Regions from separate parts of the Oryctolagus cuniculus genome. Here regions 1 and 3 are each linked to region 2. The links are chromatin contacts, called in public Hi-C and Micro-C maps. All regions are on one chromosome and are shown on one strand. Each heading gives the region's core, a stretch centred on a gene start, on an enhancer-like site or on the middle of the called end of the contact. The rest is flanking DNA. Distances are from core to core; before and after follow the strand shown. Region 1 holds the start of ADGRL2 (adhesion G protein-coupled receptor L2). Region 2 holds the start of LOC108177713. Region 3 overlaps ADGRL2 (adhesion G protein-coupled receptor L2).

Evidence for each region. Hi-C and Micro-C count contacts between places; a contact is called where the count stands out from the background.
Region 1: a contact with region 2 is called in a Micro-C map of ear pinna, with 5 times the contacts expected there. The contact joins the promoter of ADGRL2 here to the promoter of LOC108177713 in region 2. A contact is called at or near these places in 2 of 6 Hi-C or Micro-C datasets (ear pinna and an unstated tissue).
Region 3: a Hi-C map of an unstated tissue shows a contact between it and region 2, with 3 times the contacts expected there. The contact joins the enhancer-like site here to the promoter of LOC108177713 in region 2. A contact is called at or near these places in 3 of 6 Hi-C or Micro-C datasets (ear pinna, psoas muscle and an unstated tissue).

What each region holds. Positions count from the first base shown.
Region 1 is chr7:90,207,901-90,211,064 of mOryCun1.1, reverse strand. It overlaps ADGRL2 (adhesion G protein-coupled receptor L2), which reads left to right and starts at 1,767. Exons shown (of 25, transcript XM_070078187.1): 1 at 1,767-2,177. All of the region lies in intron 1 of LOC103350141 (a long non-coding RNA gene), which reads right to left.
Region 2 is chr7:89,709,232-89,712,287 of mOryCun1.1, reverse strand. It overlaps LOC108177713, which reads right to left and starts at 1,255. Exons shown (of 5, transcript XR_011390604.1): 1 at 715-1,255. The region is part of intron 4 of ADGRL2 (adhesion G protein-coupled receptor L2); the gene reads left to right.
Region 3 is chr7:90,100,990-90,104,314 of mOryCun1.1, reverse strand. The region is part of intron 1 of ADGRL2 (adhesion G protein-coupled receptor L2); the gene reads left to right. All of the region lies in intron 1 of LOC138850623 (a long non-coding RNA gene), which reads right to left. Among named protein-coding and RNA genes, the nearest start is that of TMSB4X, 24 kb to the right of the region's middle. Within about 2 kb of position 1,879, at least 1 of the 8 cell types and tissues checked has an H3K27ac peak or open chromatin away from gene starts, as enhancers often do.

The DNA.
Region 1 (3,164 bases), core at 518-3,017, 500 kb before region 2:
CAGAAAGTCATGACTCAAATCCTAAGCATACCTTTAGAAAGGCACCCCCTGGTATAAAGAGTGAGCACTCAATTATGCATACATGTTAAGATATAATCTAGCTTTATTGATACTGTGATGGCGATCTTATATATGGTAAGACATTTATACTATATTAATTTTATTTGCTTTTATTTCATGAGGATACAGAACACTATAATTTCTGAATCTAATTATTACAGTAAGCAATAATCCAATTATTACAGTAAGAACATACTGAGTATGGAAAATATAGTGTTTTGCCATTAATTTCAAGATTATTTCTGTAAAATGTAGCAAACACCTAAAATATGTAAGAGACACTTCCAAAATTTTTAAGGAGATCTTTTAAAAGAGATTGTACCCTCCCTGACTCAAAGGAGTTTACAACCTGAAAAGTAATATGAAGACCGCAATAATATTACAGGTCTAATCTGTATACAAGCTGTGTCCAAATTGATATAAAAACCTGAGAACTCAACCATCCACTCAGAGAGCAATCAGACAGTTGGATGTCAGAGACATAAAATAACTATTGTCTTCACGCTTTTACTTTCAAGCAATTGTTTCCTAAACACTGTTATAGTCACTAAGTCTGCACACTTCAGAAATTTCAGATCTTCACAAAGTCTCATGGAAATGTGTTAGCTTTTTCCTTGAGATTTCTTTTAAAGTATCACTTCTGTCCATCAAGTCAGAGTTTTTGTAAGTGTAGTGGGTTTAAATCCTTTATCTTTCCTGGTAGGATGTGGAGCTCCGACCACAGCAAAAATCTGACTGGAGTCTTTAATACTGTCTGCAAATATCGCTCATATGCTTGTGTTGAGATGAGATCTTTAACGCCATTTGGGGAAATACTGGAATACTGGAAATAACTGGTATTCGGTTTGCCCCAAGTTAATGCTGGCTTCTACAAGGGGTTATGATCAATTCAGTCAGTTTTGTTTGTTGGGTTTTTTTTCTTTGAATTGCCCTAATTGCCTGGCTAGGCATCTGCAAACACCTTTATACAAAGAGAAGGCAGGCTTCAGGTTCACTTACTCAGAAGAGGGTCGTTCCCTTCTGAGATCTGCTGCTGACTTACTGACTGACAGATGCGAATGTGAGTACACCGGGTAGCAACACAGGGAAGCTCTAAAGATGCTAAATGGAGAAGCAAGTGATAATTATAGATTGCAAAATACATCTACATTGAAAACAAAGGCTTTTCTATTCTGAAATTCCAACAAGAAGCAATATGCGGGGGGGGGGGGGGGGGGGCAGCTTAGAACAAAAAAACAACAGAACAATACCAAAACAAAACAAAACAACAAAACCCTCTCTTTCAATAGATCATTTGGGTCTTTAAAATAATTAAACAATAATAAACATTCAAATACTATTTTTTACTTGCATTGTAGTATGTGTCTCTAGATATATAAAAGTTAAGAGGACTTAATCCTTCAAAATAAATATTGCACTAACTGAACAAATATCTATGTTCTTTCACTGGAATCTATGCCATTCAAGTCAAAACACTGATCGCATTCAAAACTCAGAGTTTTATTCAAATTTGCTTACCTAGCTACTAATAAAAGATTTTTTTTGGCATACTGTCTAAAATCCTAATGACAAAAAAGGAAGAATCATAACATGTTCATAAAAATTGGATCAGATCGAACATTGCTAATCTGGGTATATTTTTCCCTGTGATTAACCAGTTCTTAATGACAACATTTCTTATCTTACAACTGTGACATGAAGAGGGAGCTGTAGCTCTTCTGAGACACAGTTCTGCAAGAACCAGCTTATCCACGCTCTCCGATCTCCTGTCTGTTTCTCTTTCTCTCTCCCTCTCTTGCGCTGTCCCTCATTCATTCACTCTTCCATCTTTTTGCCATTGTGCCAGCTCAATTTAAATGTATCTGCTCTGTATCTGTTCAAGTGGAGATAATCCATGCAAATCAGGAGCAGTGGCTCTCCATGCTCGGTTCACAGAGAGGACTCAGCTTGAGGAGGTCACTCGTTCACAGCCGCTCCTCCCATTATATTTTTCCCCTTATTGCAGAACTGCTGTATGTACACAGTGACTGAAAGGACTCAATTTACTGCAACTGCTGCCTGGCTTTACTTACAACTTTTTTTTTATAAAGGAACTTACCTCCATCTGTCTTTTCAAGGTAGGAAGTCTGATTCTTCTAAGGACGTGTGTAATGCCTCCACTGTCTGCTCATTATCAAATGTCACTTGAATGCTTTATATTGTTGCTGGCATTAGGCGCAAATGCTGCGATTCCAGGTGCCTCGCGCTTTTGTTACTTAACGGTATAGGTACAATTGTTTAAGTGCCGGGTATTGTAACGCGTATTTTCCCGGCAGCCAGCTTCAGTTGTACAATGCCTGAAAGATTGTAGAGTGTCCACTCTCTGATCTAGAAATACAATGCTCTATCAAGTTTTCCCTCTTAAAAAAATAATAACCTCTCAATATGTTCTAACTTAGCATGTATCCTGGCCAATAATAAGGAAGTGTAAGATTCAGTCGTGTTGAGATTTTTTTTTAAACTAGAACCTTCCTGCAGCATTTTCTGTGAAAAAGAACTAACTGTTGGAATGTTTTTAACAACAGCAAGAAAGGGATAGATTTTACTTCATTCTGCTGCAAAGCAAGAAGCTGAAGGCCTTCTTGCTAACAGGCCTGTCAAATAGATTTATTCTTCGCAATTCATAAATTGTCACTAGGCTATGCAGAAGTATTACAATTAGTGAGGAGTCAGTTACTGTCATTATCTATGCTACTATTTATTGTCTCGAGATTGCAATTGCATTGTAAAAAAAGTTTAATGTAGTCAGGCTTTTAAAACCGTTATGTTTGTATAGCACTGTTTGGGATCATTTCTTAAGTATGATTTTTTAACAGCCAAATGGTTAAGTTCATATTAAAAATGAGTGTAAGAGGCTAACAGATCTGACAACATACATGCTGATTTATGAAAGCAATGCCTAGGCTTACATTAGTTCATGTGTTTCCTTGAAGTTACTTGTAATAATATTTTAATCATCCCTTAGTCATTTTGATTTTAAAACATAGTAATATGTCATAAAATTACAGACTCCAAAATCCCTTTTTGATTAGTACAAATATAATTAGAACATTCCAGTTACAATT
Region 2 (3,056 bases), core at 6-2,505:
CTGAGCCCCGGGACCTGGCTCTGGGGTGGGGTGTGTGGGGGGGGAGGCCGAGTCGCCGGGGAGGGGAGGGGAGCAGAGCAGAGGGGAGGGGCGCGAGCCGGCGCAGGCCGCCTCCGGGGCGCGTTCCGCGGCCGTGCGCGCGCGTCCCTCGCCGCCGCCGCCGCCGCCCGGACAGCCCTGCGGCCGCCCCGCCGGCGGAGCCGGGGCCGGCCTGTCCTCCGGCGGCTGCTCGGCCGCCACCGCCGCCGCCACCGAACGGCTCGAGCCCGTGAGTGTCCCTTCGCTCCCCCTCCCCCCCGGCTCGGGCGCTCTGCCGCCGCAGCTGCTCCAATGGAGTGGAAAATGGCCATTGGGCGGCAATGAGTTATAGATTATCTGCTCCACGTTTTGTACTTAGCTGCCTGTAATCTGCTTTAGAGTTTGCCTGAGCCCCTTGCTGGAAAAATCAGGAGGGAGAGATTTGTCCTTTGCCGCGGTACACGCTAATATGTTTATATGATTAGCCGGACCCCGGGGGGGCGGCGTAGGTGGGGACTCGGTGCGGAGGCGGAGGCGGCGGCTGGAGGTGACTCCAGTTCAGACCTCGCTGAGTCTGTGTCAGGACTTCGCACTCCCCCGTCTCGATCCCTCTCTCAGCTCGCGCTCCCTCTCCCCCTCTCACTCTCTCGCCGCTCACACACACGCAGAGGTGCCGGAGCGAAGGCGGGAGCTTACCGGAGAATTCTTTGGGATTGTTGCGGGGCATCTCCCCTCCGTGGCTGTGCGTGGCGTGGCTCTGCCCTTGCTCCCCCTGCGTCCCCTCGCCTTCAGCCGTTCGTGGAGCAGCGGCCGCGGCTCACGGGGCCGGGAGACCCGAAATGTGAGGAGGGGCCGCCGCCGCCTCCCGCCCCAGGCCGCAGGGTCGGCGCGAGGGACGCCAGTCGGGCCGGCGCGGACGGCGGGCTCCGGGCTCCGCTGACAAACTGAGTTGGCCTCGCGCCGCCGGCGTCTGCCGCCCTCCCCTCGCGCAGCCGCCGCTTCCCGGGGACTCCCAAGTCTGCGCGCCTCTGTCGGGCTGTTTGCCTGCACCGCTCCTTGCGCACCGAGTCCCGAGCTCTTCCCCCTAAGGGAGCGAGCGGGCTGGGGGCGTGTGCGTGCGTGTGCAAGACCTCTCTCGCCGAGCGGCGTGCGGGAACTGCGGGAAAATGTTGACATAGCCCCAGGAGCCGCCCGGCGCTGGCTGCTTGGCTGGAGGCAGCGGCGGCCGAGCAGGAGGACGCGCCGAGCAGCGGCGCCGTGTCCGGCCGGCGCGCCGCGGCGCTGCCTCCCTCGCGGACCCGGCGGCCGGCGACCCACTCGCGGCCGGCCTCGGCCCTCCCGGGCCCCGGGTGGCTGCTGCCCTCGGCGCCTCACCCCGCGCGGCCCCCGCGCCAGACGGCCCTCCCCCGGGGCGCGCTCGCAGACCGAGGTAAGAGCTGCGGGAGCGAACAATGTGCCTCTATGGCCGGCTTCGGAGACCTGTTTGCTTTGCGCCTCCGGTCCGGGGGTGGGTGCTGGAGGTGGAGGCGCCGCGGGTTAGTTGGGGCTCGGCACGCTTCTGTTTCTGTTGGGCCGGGCCGAGGAGGGGGTGCAGCACCCGCGCGCCCCGGGCTGCTGGCCCCCTGCCCTGTCCCCCACCCCGGTTCCTCGGAGGTCGTTACGCACAACTCCCGGCTCCGTGCAGTCCGCTGCCCCTTTCGTCTCGGAGCTGGTGCCGCGCTCCGAGGCATTGGTCCAGTTGCCGGGGACCCCGGGGTGGGGGCGGTAGGACGGGGCTCGGGGAGCCGTGCGTGTTTTGATTTCTGAAAAGCTTAGGGTAGGAAGGTGCCGCCTGCCCTTTCGCAGCCAGGTTGGGGCGGGTGTGTGTGTGTGTGTGTGTGTGTGTGTGTGTGTGAAGCGCGCCCTCGGCGGGGCTGCCAGGCCCGAGGTGCGCGGGCCCACGGCCCGGCGGGGGACCCAGAGCCCTGTGGCCCGCAGCCCCCCGCGCCCCGCCCGCCCAGCCGACTCGTCCCGGCTGCGAGTGGAGCCGGGAGGCCGGGCGCTGGGAGCGAGTTCAGGGGAGTGGATGAGTTGTTGCGGGCTGTTTCTTCTCGGTGGTTAGGCTGTATGGAGAGGCGAGGAGGGCGGCGGAGCGCAGCTAGATGTGACCGGGCCGGCGCGGGGCCTGGGAACGATTAGGGGCGGCGGGCGGCCGCTGCCGGGGCGAGAGGGTGGCTGGGCTGGACCCGGCGGGGCCCAGAGGAGGGCAGGGAGCCTCCCAGACCCGCAGTGAGAGGGCAGCAGCGGGCCGCGCTGGGCCTGCGGGGGAAGTTACGGGGCGTGGGCTCCTGGCGTGACTGTGGAGCAGGGAGCCTGCTAGGTGGTGGTGCTGCGGGGCGGGGCGGGGGTGCCTAGTGGGGAGCGGGGCGCGAAGGCGTGGGAGGAGCACGAGGAAACGGGGACTCCGGGGTCACCGGCGTGGGCGTCTGGATTGGCTGGGACGACCCTGGGGCAGCGGGCGAGTGCGCCGAGCAGTGGGAGGCAGGCTTGCGAGATGCTTTCGCTTGGGGCCAGTAAAGTTTGTTCTTTCCGTCCAACTGCGGGGTTTGGGTCAGGGGAAGCCGCAGGAAGCTTGAGTGAGTTGCCAAGGTGTCCCCGAGTGGAGACTAAGGAACGTGTGAGTGTGTGTGTGTGTTAGGCTGTGTTTATTCCCCGGTCCCCTCAGTGCCCCAGAGCGCCGTTGGAGAGACAAGTCCTGCGGAGTCCGTCTTAGCCTTTGCGGTCTTCCAGGGGCTGCCCCCAGCCGGGTCCTTTCCCCCCTCGCCCCCCGCCCGCCGCCCCAGGCCCGCTCCTTCCGTGCTTTCTGATGCCAACTGTGGTGTCTCAGATGCAGACCGAGGAAATGTTTTCCTCCTGTTTCTTGAAAGGTGTCAGGCTGCTTAGCAGCTTCTCCCAGCAGCCTGGGAGCGTCTGAGCCGCAGCCACCAGCCATATGGTTCCCGTTACAAAGGCCGGGCTCTGAGGCACCCTCCTTCCCACCCCGCCCCCCGTTCTTTGAT
Region 3 (3,325 bases), core at 630-3,129, 390 kb before region 2:
CTGCTGTCATAGTTGCTTTGGACAATTACTCATCAAAGTTTAAAATTGGCTTTTTTACTTGAAGTCAGAAGTTCGCTGATTTTTGACAAGAAAGGGAATTTACTGAATTTCCTTCTGCTCTATCAGATAGCGTCTGATTCTTGATGCAACAGGCTAATTATTTTCCACAGAGGTACATTTTGTCATTCTTTTCTTCATCAGATAGACAGGGTCCACAGAGTGCCCAGCACAGGGCTAATCACACACAGTGCAATGAATTTCCCGGCCAGTGTTTAAATATCTTACTTCCCACTTGCTATGTTTTTGTCTCCAGGGACCAAGTGTTTATGACTGTGGACCACATACACAAGGTAGTCCGTTAAAATCTCCAAGCCAAATGACACTGGGGTAAAATGCACTTGCGTGTGAATAGACTTCACTAGCCATTGTGGTCCCCCAGATTGCATGGGGCTGAGAGACTTGAGTCTGTGAAAGAACACAAATTTTCAAATGATTGTTTGTTGTCACTGATGATGGCATGAGGGTGCCTGGGCTCTTTCCATCTCCTGAGTACATAAATTAGAAAATATGCAAGAATCTCTTTGATTCTTGTTTAATTTTGTTTAGTCAGTTGAATACATGTTTGTAAAATGTAGGAACCTCTATAATGTATGTATTATATATATGTAACTAATTATGCATGTATGTACATAAGCTATATATTTATGTATATATATATATATATTTAAGCTAGGACACTACATCAGCTATGAAAGTGTACCAAAACCTATTTCGGACGCAAACAGCAAGGAGCATGGGGCTGAGAGGGGAGCAGCCACACTGTCACTAAGCGTGACGTGTCTGTCAAAGTGGCCTGAAGTTCCGTGGATCAGTGTACACCAATCATCACAACTTTCAAAGGCTGCCAACATAAACTTTTAGAGCAAATTAGAAATTACATGTTGGAAAATGTGGGTTACCAAGGCATTCTTCACCCCTGGCTCGCCTCTCGGAGCCGGCTCATATTCTTGCGCCTCTCATTGGGCTGCTTTGAAAACACACTTCCCCTTTCTCTGCAGTTTCAGGGTAGAACAGGTCCCTTTCACTCCTGGAGACGGTAAATCACAGTTTGTGTGGTGGTTCTCAGAAGACACTTAAAGGACTGAATTGGATGCTCCACACAGCATCCTTGCCAAAAGAGTTCGGAAATGACTTCCAGCTTCCCACAGTAATAAAATGGCACTGTTTGGCATCTTTAAGGTAATAAAAGTGAATTTTTTTCCATTCTAGCAAATGAGAAGAGAGGCCTGGTTGTTTTAAAAAACTGATTAAAATTCATGTGTTTTCCTCAAATTATGGAGCGTGATACGAGCGCACTTAGGCGACCTCGAGACCACCTCTTATACGTGCGGCTCCCTGGGGGGAAACAGGCTGTGGGCAGAAGGGAGACTGGAAGCACCGCCAGGTGCCGTCAGCACTGCGGCTGTGATCGATAGGTGGCGCTCTTCCCTCTGAGTCAGTGTCAAGGAATCCCTGTGCTCTTTGGAGGATAGTTTGCTTTGCTTGAAGGAAACGTTTTGGATGTTCATCAGTGTCTCTGGCACTGTTAAGCGGCTGCTGAGTCTGATCGCAGACGCTGGCTGTGTTTTGGTGATGGGAAACACTTCCTTTAAGAAGGAAGCTGTGTAAGGCATTATAGTCATTTGTATACAAGACTTTAAAATTCGGTTTCACTCTCACGATTTCAAAGGAAAATCTTTGGCCATTCCTGTTTGACTCACAGGGTCTGGGAGGAAGTTTGATCGTCTTCCATTTCCCATCTGGTCATTCAAAAGGCACCTGCATCCCTGTGATTTCCCCTAGACTACACAATGCCACCAAGGGACAACAAACATTTTAGAGAAACCCACCTTTCAGAAAAGGAACTTAAACATTTAGAAGCTTGTCAACCAAAGGCAGGGGAAAATAGCTTTGTTTCAACTGAACCAGACACGGAAATCATACCTGCATTAACCAGAAAGGACAAGACTGATACTTTTTACCTAGGGTCCAACCCGCATTTGTCTTTCTTTATGTGCTGCAATTAGAAGGTTATTACAAGCAAATTAGTAGTATTACAGAAGAATTTTTAATGACTTGCTGATTTCAACTGTTGGCAAATACCCTCATCTACTCATCACGTTCTTAATTAAGAGACACCAATGTGTGTGTCCATGTAATCCCTTTGTTAAAATTATACAATAGCAGCCTCCACTCATTGGAGGCTGGTCCATTAATTAGGTAGATGAAACTTTTAAAGATGTTTCCAAGATGATTACACAAAAAGCAGGATGTGGACACACCCGGTTTAACAATAGTGGGGTGGGAGGGCTCTGTAACAAAAGATGTGATAAAAGGAAGAGGAAATATCACTGCAGTTCATAATGATGGTCTGTACACACTTGAGTGCATGTTTATGAAGCCTAGGACAGCTCAGTTCAACAAAGAGAGAATTAGATGTAAATGCTAATGCCTTTTGTTCACAAATACTCCCGGTGAGTATGACCCAAATCAGAGCCTCCGACTCCGGGTGGGTAACCATCTGTGATAAAATGCAGAGAATTTCCTTCTGGGCTAGTCCTGAAATACCGCTGGAGGCAGCATTCTTGCAGCTAGTCCCCCGACCTTCACCTTCAAGCACCGTTATTTACCTATTAAATTATGTGGTCTTCAAGCAGACTCAAGAAAGAGATTGAAGAATAAAAGGTGTAGGCGCTGAAAACTTCTCATCATCCATAAATCGTGACATACTGTATTTATAGACCTATATTTGGCCTTATTCTTTTATAATATAATTAACTCATTTTCTCAATACTTTAAGTTTTTCAAAACCAGGGACCACATCTTATATTTAACTATGCATAAAATAGTTAATAAAATTATTTGTTGAATCAATTAATAAATGAATAAACCTGTGAAAATGACTGTCTCACTTTCCTCATTGCTAAAACAGAAGTAATTTTACTTTTAGCAAATGTGTAAGAGTAAAAACATTCATATTCTTGATTTTTTTTAAATGCAAGAAATTTAGTCCTAAATATAGAAACTGTACTATGCATATTCTAAATTGCTTTCCTGCTTAAAAAAATTAAAGGTAGAAAAATATATACTGATGATAGCATATTCAACATTTCTGTCGCTTGTATTAGCAGGGATTTGCTGAAGAGCTTATGGTTATACATAAACTTGTCTCCCACTTGCTACCTCATCTGAAACTTAACCTAAAATCATCTATTTATCTTCTCTTGTTCCAAGTATTATTGAATATAAGTAGGAGACAAAACAACTAGTTTCCTTTGAACATTTC